Linked DNA regions of Sus scrofa: region 1 is linked to region 2. A link is a contact called in public promoter capture Hi-C data. All regions are on one chromosome and are shown on one strand. Each heading gives the region's core, a stretch centred on a gene start, on an enhancer-like site or on the middle of the called end of the contact. The rest is flanking DNA. Distances are from core to core; before and after follow the strand shown.

Region 1 (4,517 bases), core at 1,369-3,868, 630 kb after region 2:
TACTTCTTGAACTTGAGAGAATAAACAAAATCCAAAGATAAGAATCACTAGACTTACTTTCCTAGAGCTCCTGACTGCCCTTGCACAAAAGAGAGGCTGGGCCCTCTCCAGCTCCAGCGGCAGGCAAGGGAAGCTAAGGGCCAGCAAAAGAGGCCTGTAACAGTCTAAAGCCCTCTTCAGACCCTTTCTTGATGGGAGTCAATTATGGAATTTTCCTAAATTTGAATTTCAAATAAAGGCCCTTGAATTTGCAAGAAGCAAGTACTCTGAGTCTTGGAGGACCCAGTTAAATATGAAAAAATCATATTTTTTCATATTTAATATTTTCAACTCCTTGAAAATATCTGCCTTCAAAGATACTTGAAAATCCAGATTAAATAACACAAGCCAAATAACCAAGTAACTAAAAACAATCAATGGAAAAAGTTTCCATACGGAAAGTGTTGTAAAAGACACAGTTACAAAGATGTCAAATGTTAAGAACCAAGTAGTGAAAGGGCTTACTATCAAGATTTTATTTCTTTTTCACAGAATAAACCGTAAAAGTTCATTAGTTGGCTGAATCATTGCAACAAACAGAACTCCAGGAAAAAAGGAAAAGTTCAAAATAACCCTCAACAAGCAAAGTTTTCAGCAGCAAACTTTCAATTTACCATAATCAAGAAATACTGAATGTGCCTCACTTCTGCCTTGACTGCAAGTTCAAGGTTTTCAGGAGCAGCATAGCACAAGGGGCCCAGAGGTGTTTTTACTAGGAAACCAGTGCCTCTAGCGCTGCCAACTGGGATGACCCTATGACTTTCAGTAGCTCAATTTCCTCAACAACTGAGACAGTTGTTCTAGAAAAATAAGCCACCTCATCCAGAACCCTCAAGCTGCACAAGTGCAGAGAGAAGTGCCAAGTTCAGAAAGATCAGCACAGACCCAATCAAGTCAGAAGGAGTGACCTAAGGCTTTCCTTCATGCACTTTCGCACCCCAAGAAAATCTCCACCTTTCAAGCTCAGTTTCCCTTTAAGATTTAAAAACTCAATTATTTCAGGGAGCAGTTCCTATCATCCCAGGCCTGCTCTGACCCAGAAGTCTTTTTTCTTCACGACTTTCATGCTCCCTGTTCTCGACCAGAGCTGCAGTGAGATGTATAAAAGCTACTGGGAAAGTGGACAGCACTTCAAAGACATCAGGCACTACTTTAAAGAACGTATTCGGAAAATCTCACTAAATTCGCATTAACGAAAAGCTGTCAAACCACTGAATTTTACACTTTAATCGGTGAACGCATAGCATATAAACTATATTTCATAAAGTTGCTAAAAGATAAGAAATACAGGGCTGCCAACTGATAGGAAGAGGAAAAAAACGTATTCTTCAGGATAAAGGCAAGAGACTAAGCTCTGATCTATTTCAACTCTTAAAATTAAACAAAATGAATGGCTCCCTGTACAAACAGCAGAGACTAAACAAACTCTCGTTTGTGGTGCGATCACTGCATCTTAAAGCCTTTTTCAAAAGAAAACAGCCTAAGAGGGTAGTTCCCCCCATGAAAAACTTCAAGTTTGAGACAATCAAAAAACATAACTAAATTAATGTGCTCTTCTCCCCCGTGGCTACTTCCACAAACGATATAATTACTACTGGAATATCAAATGATTAAACTTGCCACCAGAGAAGACTACAATGTAAAACCGAGTAGCAACTGACAGCAAAACCTCGGAGAGTGTATTCCCAATAGAAATCCTACCATTTCGTGCACCGTATTCCAGCTCTAAGTGGCTTGTAAATCACTTGCAAGGGAAGGAAGCCCCTTCCCCCCTACTCAAGCCACCCCAACGCGGGGCGTATTTTATACCAAAAATGCCGCCCTCAGTCCCCCGGCACCGCGGAGGGCAGAGGCCCGCGGTGCTCCATGGCGCCGGACAGAGGCCCAGGGTCGTGAAGGCCTTTCCCAAGGAGACAGTGGCTTAGCCCGACCGCGCACGAGTACCTCATGCTGTAGGCGCCGGCGCCCAGCTCCTGCCCGATGCCCGAGAGGCTGGCGTCGAAGTCGTGCACCAGCCCAGACTCGATCACCTCGTCCATCTTGAGCACCCAGGCCATCTTCCGGCCTCGCCGCCGCCCGGCGCGCAGCGCGGCCTCCGCAAGCGGGGCGAAGAGGCCGGAGCTCCGCGGGCGCGTCCTGGGGGAGGGCGCGGGTGAAGCCTCCGGCGGCGCGGCGAATGGTCACCAGCGGCGACCCGGGCAGCGTCCGGAACAAGAGCAGCCGGGGCCCCGCGGGCAGGGAGCGGCGAGCCCGGCGAGCAGCTGCAGCGGGAGCGGCCGGGCCGCCGGCAGCGCCTCCCTCCCGCGGGCGCCGGCCCCGCGCCTCATGCCGCCGCCGCCCACCCCCTGCGCCGCTAGCGCTGCCAACGCCGCCGCCCGCCCCGCCCCGAGGCCCCTGGCCGCATCCTCCCCTGGACCGCGCGGGGGCGGGAGCTCAGCCCGCCCGTCACCCGACCCCCGGCCTCGACCCTCGGCCCGCCCGCCCAGGCTCTAGCGTCCCGCCGCCCCGGCCAACCCCGCCGACGCCGCTCCGTCGGCCCAGATGCTGGCTTCGCTATGGCTCCGGCTGGAGCTCGCTCCCCGCTTCCGCCTCCTCCGGCCCCACCCCGGCCGCGCCCCCGCCCCCGCGCTCGCCCGGGGCTCAGGCCCGCCCCGCACCGCCGGGGATTTCGCGGCACTCCCGGAGCTTAGCGGTGGAGGAACTGTCGCGCCGCGCAGCACGGCCCCGCCCACGCCGCAGGTTCCCAGCCCCCGCGGCCGGGCGGCCTCCCTGCACACCACCCCCAGGAAGAGGCGGGGCCAAAAGGGCCGGCCGTTTCCGCCCATCCAGAAAAGCGGGCTGACTGACAGGCGAACTGAACAATAATGGCAGGTGCCTGGTCTAGGCTCCCGTGAGTCTCTGCCCTGTACTAAAAAACCAATCAAATTCTTCTTCCTCCTGGGCGGGCTCAAGGACCAAATTTGCTGTCAAAAGAAAGAGTTCATTGAGTTGAACTGGAGGAAGCCTCCATACTTGTGAAGGTGCTTTGATCCCGTGTGGTCTTTGTGGGTAGTTTCTGGGGTTTTGCCCACGCTATAGATGGAGAAAGCAGTTGTGAGTTTAGCCAATAGACTCACACCCTGTCTTGGGAACTAAGAGACTTATTGGGCAAAAAGTCTTGACTGACCTGAAAGCAAGCCAATCAATGCTCCCTAGAAAGGGCTCCGGAAAGTTCCTTCAACAGCTTATTGCCCTGAGCAGTTAGGCTAGTTAAAGCGGGCGTTCAGTAGCAGGAACAGTGGGCAGTTGTGCTGTTGTTGCTGTTCAGGATTCTGGGGTTCCCTGGGCTTAGGCGATTCTCACCCAGGGTCTCTCCTGTGAGTGCGGTCAGGTGGCTGAGGCTAAAGTCTTGTCAAGACTTCGATACTCAAGCTTATTGGATGCTGGCTGTGGACTGGGACCCCACTTGGGCCTGTTGGAAAGCCTACACAGGCCTTTCCACGAGGTCTTGACTTCCTTCATAGCGTGGCAGCTGGGCTCCAAAATCAAGTGTCTCAAAAGACGGGCAGTAGAAGCTGCTGGGTTTTTAGGACAAAGATTCTTTGCTTGACCAAACTTTAGTCAAGCTCTTGATCTTCTCCTAGTCCTATCTGAGCCCTTACTTTGTAAAATTCAATTTTAGCAAGAAAGTGTAGGTACACTCTATTTGCATATCTGATCAGGTTCTTAGCCTTCACCATCCCCCAGGTGATGTCTGATCATCCTGGCTTGCCTTCAACAAAAAAATCTTGTTACTTGGGTTTAACAAAAAACACCACTACCCTGTTGTTTCTCTTAGTAATTTTCCATCTGCTGACGCCCTCCCTATTCCCTTTACCATGCTTTATTTGGGATTGAGTCCAGTCTCCCCCACTGCAAATCCCACTGCAGTGCTCTCTGTACCTGTAGGAATGGTCCTAAATAAAGTGTGCCTTACCATCTTTTTTTTTTTTTTTTTTTTTTTTTTTTTTGTCTTTTTGCCTTCTCTAGGGCGGCTCCTGTGGCATATGGAGGTTCCCAGGCTAGGAGTCTAATCGAGCTGTAGCCACCGGCCTATACCAGAGCCACAGCAACTTGGTATCCCAACCACCTCTGCAACCTACACCACAGCTTATGGCAAGGCGGGATCCTTAACCCACTGAGCAAGGCCAGGGATCAAACCTGCAACCTTATGGTTCCTAGTCAGACTCATTAACCACTGTGCCACGATGGGAACTCCATGTGCCTTACCATCTTTAACAAATGTTGAAAAATTTTTTTTGGGCTGCTTGGGGCTGCATGTGCAAGTTGCAGGGACAGAACCTGCACTGCAGATGCTACCTGAGCCACAGCTGCAGCATCACCAGATGCCTAATCCAATGCACCACTTGGGAACATACTGAATTTTTTTTCTTTAACACTTCTTTTCTGGAAACTGATAGAGCATCTTTATTCTACACTGTATTCTATTAGTCAAACAG
Region 2 (4,007 bases), core at 1,185-3,684:
TATTTAAAAACAGAAACAGACTCACAGACCTAGAAAACAAATATGGTTACCAAAGTGGAAGGTGGGGGAGGGATAAATTAAGAGTTTGGGATTAGCAGATACAAACTACTATATATATATAGATAGATAGATAGATAGATATACATATAGATACAAACTACTATATATATATATATATATATAGATAGATAGATAGATATACAACAAGGTCCTACTGGATAGCACAGGGAACTATATTCAGTATCCTGTAATAAACCATAAAGGAAAAGAATATGAAAAAGAATATATATACATATATGTGTATATATATAAATCACTTTGCTCTATGCCAAAAACTAACACAGTGTAAATCAACTTCAATAAAAATAAATATCATGAATCCATACAGACATAAATATATGACTGAATAAGTAACTAAATGAAGGAGAAGAGATGAATTTCCCTTGGAAAAGATAATTTATGTACAGCCTTCCTACAGCAGGAGGTAGAGCTTCACAGCCCTCAACCACTCAACTGTGAGCTGCACTTAATGACTTAAAAGTAGAGAAGCCTGACAAAAATTACCTAAGCCAGGGGATCAAGGTCAACATCACCAAGTCATTGTGATAGTGCCTAGTCTCAATTTGATGCAATGAGAATGGCAAGTCACCCTGTGGTGTTTCTGCTAAAAATCTATAACCCTAGTCTAACCATGAAATAAAAAACAGTGGATGGAGTTCCTGTCATGGCTCAGCAGAAATGAATCTGACGAGTATCTGTGAGGACACAGGTTCAATCCCTGGCCTTGCTCAGTGGGTTAAGGATCCGGTGTTGCTGTGGCTGTGGTGTAGGCCAGCAGCTACAAGTTCAATTTGACTCCTAGCCTGGGAACCTCCATAATGCTATGACTGTGGCCTTAAGAGGACAAAAACAAAAAAACAATTAACCCATTCTTCAAAAACCTTGACTGGTACTCTTCAAAGCTGTCAACGTCATCAAGAACAAGGAAAATCTGGAATTCCCATCCTGGCTCAGTGGTTAACAAATCTGATTAGGAACCATGAGGTTGTGGGTTCAATCCCTGGCCTCGATCAGTGGGTTAAGGATCCGGCGTTGCCGTGAGCTGTGTAGGTCACAGATGAGGCTTGGATCCTGAGTTGCTGTGGCTCTGGCATAGGGTGGTGGCTACAGCTCTGATTAGACCCATAGCCTGGGAACCTGCATATGTCACAGGTGCAGCCCTAGAAGAACACACACACACAAAAAAAAAAAAGAATAAGGAAAATCTGAGAAGCAATAACAGCCAAGAATAGCCTGAGAAAGAATTCCCATAGTGGCCCAGCAGGTAAAGAACCTGACATAGTGTCCATGAGGATGTAGCTTCCTTCCCAGGCCCTTCCCTGTGGGTTAAGGATCTGGCTTGGCCACAAGTTGTGGTGTAGGTCACAGATGGGGCTCAGATCCTTGTGGCTCAGATCTGTCACTGCCCTGGCTGTGGTGTAAGCCTGCAGCTGCAGCTCCATTTAGACCCCTAGCCCAGGGATTTCCATATGCTGCAGATGTGGATGTAAAAAGGAAAAAAAGAATAGCTTATGGAGACATGAATAAATTTAATGTGGTATCCTGGAAAAGATCCTGGAACAGAAAGGGGACCGTAACTGAAAACTGGTGAATGGGAGTCCCTGTCGTGGCTCAATGGTTAACGAATCCGACTAGGAACCATGAGGTTGAGGGTTCGATCCCTGGCCTTGCTCAGTGGTTAACGATCCCGCGTTGCTGTGAGCTGTGGTGTAAGTTCCAGACGCGGCTCGGATCCCACATTGCTGTGGCTCTGCTGTAGGCCATTAGACCCCTAGCCTGGGAACCCCCATATGCCGAGGGAGTGGCCCTAGAAAAGGCAAAAAGACCAAAAAAAAAAAAAAAAAGAAAGAAAGAAAACTGGTGAAGTTGAAAAAAAAATTAATAGTAATATGCTAATGGTGGTTTCTTAGATGTGACAGATGTGTCGTAGTGACTTAATAATACTCAAAACGCTCACAAGAGCTCCATGTATCATTTCTGCAATTTTATATACATCTAAAACTTCTAAAACAAAATGTTTTGTTTTGACTTTAAATGGGGAAGGGAAAGGGCAACAGTGCCTTCTCAGAGATCTGTGAGAAATCAATGAGTATACAAGCCAAGTGCAAGCCTTAAGCTTAGCTAAGCTTAGCCTTAAGCTTAGATGTCAAGTGCAGTTATGTGGTTTTCCGTAAAATGAGGGACAAAAGGGCTGATACTTACGAAGTCTAACCAGGACAAGCACAAACACTAGCGCACAGCTTTCTCCCAGAGGTGCGGTTGAGCGTACTTCCGGACGGGAGCGCGCGCTCACGCTGCGGGGGGCGGGGCGCCGGGGACGCCAGCGTGGGGCGGGACCAGCCGCAGTTCCCACGCCGGCTGCGGCCCCCGGAAGTAGTGTGTCAGGGGACTCGGCGAGGCGGAAGCCGGGCATGGCTGGAGGCGGTGGCACCGCCCTGGCGGAGACGCTGCTGCTGTTGCTAGACTACGCGAGCTAGCCTTCGTCACTTCCTCAGCCCGCCGTCTGCCCACTCCACAGACCGGAACCCGGGGAGTGGGTGCAGACTTTTCCTCCGAGGTCCAGGACAGCGGTCGGCCGGGCAGCTGGAGTGGAGGCCACGCCACCTGCGGGGAAGAACCTGAGCCGAGGCGGGAAGATGGCTGCAGACAAGCCCTCAGGTGAGGTGCCCGCGCCCAGCGATCAGGGTCGAAACGGGACACGCGGGAGCAGGCAGACCCTGCGCTTCGGCGGAGGAGCTCCGGTTGGGGACTGGAGGTTGGGGACTCTAGGGTGACTCTAATTGGGGCGTGCCATTTCTCTCCCCATCCTCTCCCTCTGAGGGGCTAATGTGAGTCTTTGGGCCCGATGTCAGATAGTTTCTTACCAAGTGTGGCGTGAAGCTACTTCTGCCCTCCTTTGCCCCGCTCTCCGGAATAGCTCTGGTTTAAAAAGCTTAAACCTATGTGGCCGCTTCACAGATTTTCTGACTTCCCTTTGGGGAAAGCAGAGCAAGGAAAGTTCACCCTGGAAAAAGAGCTACCTTGATTTCCCCTGGCTCCGGCCAGGACTTCCCTGGCTGGTCACGGCGACATCAGCTTGCCTCTGGTCGGCCACGTCGTATATAATTAGCTTTATGAAAACCATTTATTTAAATGGGAATAACTTTATTGTGTCTCACTTCAGACTCTGCTTTTTAATATCTTGCGTGTGGAACCTGTTTTCCCCTAGTTCCTCAAGACTAATTTATCGTGACGATTTTCTTTATGGATTACTACCCCCTTCCTAAAAATCTTCTCCTTTGAAGAATATAAAATGCTTTCCTGCCTACTTTTGGGATGGTCTGGCCTATGTTTCCTGTAAGAAAATAATGTTCTCTGTGGCATCCATCCAGGTTTTGTTGGAATTTAAATGACAGGACTTAGAAGCAGTCAACACTTAAGATTTTTCACAGTAAAATTATTTTTAAAACTAAAATTAATTTAAAAAAGAAAAAAGGAAATCTCAAATGTAGTGTGTGTTTTAGTATGTCTTGATCTCAATAACTGAGAGTGGATCAGATATGGAAAGGCTCTCTAAGAGGTGACATTTGAACAAAGACTAAAGAGCCAGCCACAGGAAGCAAGAATGATGCAGATAGGTGGAGCAGCAGCTGTACAGACCCCTTGGAAAATGTACAGCAGGAAGACCTGGGAGCATAAGCACCTTGAGGACAGGCACTTTTGTCTGTGTTGGGGTTGTGTGCCGTTTCCAGCACCTGGACCAACTGCTGGCGTATCAGAGCACTCAGCGTATTTTATAGCATAGTGAGCAGAGGAGGTGAGGCAAGAGGCAAAGTCAGAGTTAGGGGGTGGGGGACAGCTTCTGTCAGTCTTTGTGGGCCATGGAAGAAGGTGAAATTTCGCTCTAACTTATGGGGAGCCATTGAGAGATGTCAGCAGTGGTGTCCTGTGAGCTGCTTCATGTTTTA

Evidence for each region. Promoter capture Hi-C pulls out the DNA fragments that hold promoters and counts their contacts.
Region 1: a contact with region 2 is called in a promoter capture Hi-C map of liver, with 2.6 times the contacts expected there. The contact joins the promoter of UBP1 here to the promoter of CNOT10 in region 2. A contact is called at or near these places in 1 of 5 promoter capture datasets (liver) and 1 of 2 datasets of contacts at active chromatin or transcription factors (alveolar macrophages).

The regions. Positions count from the first base shown.
Region 1 is chr13:19,273,774-19,278,290 of Sscrofa11.1, forward strand. UBP1 (upstream-binding protein 1) reads right to left here and starts at 2,619. Exons shown (of 15, transcript XM_021071558.1): 1 at 1,984-2,619. The coding sequence starts at 2,096.
Region 2 is chr13:18,647,291-18,651,297 of Sscrofa11.1, forward strand. It overlaps CNOT10 (CCR4-NOT transcription complex subunit 10), which reads left to right and starts at 2,435. Exons shown (of 17, transcript XM_021071550.1): 1 at 2,435-2,718. LOC110256561 (a long non-coding RNA gene) reads right to left here and starts at 2,350. Exons shown (of 4, transcript XR_002338194.1): 1 at 2,263-2,350.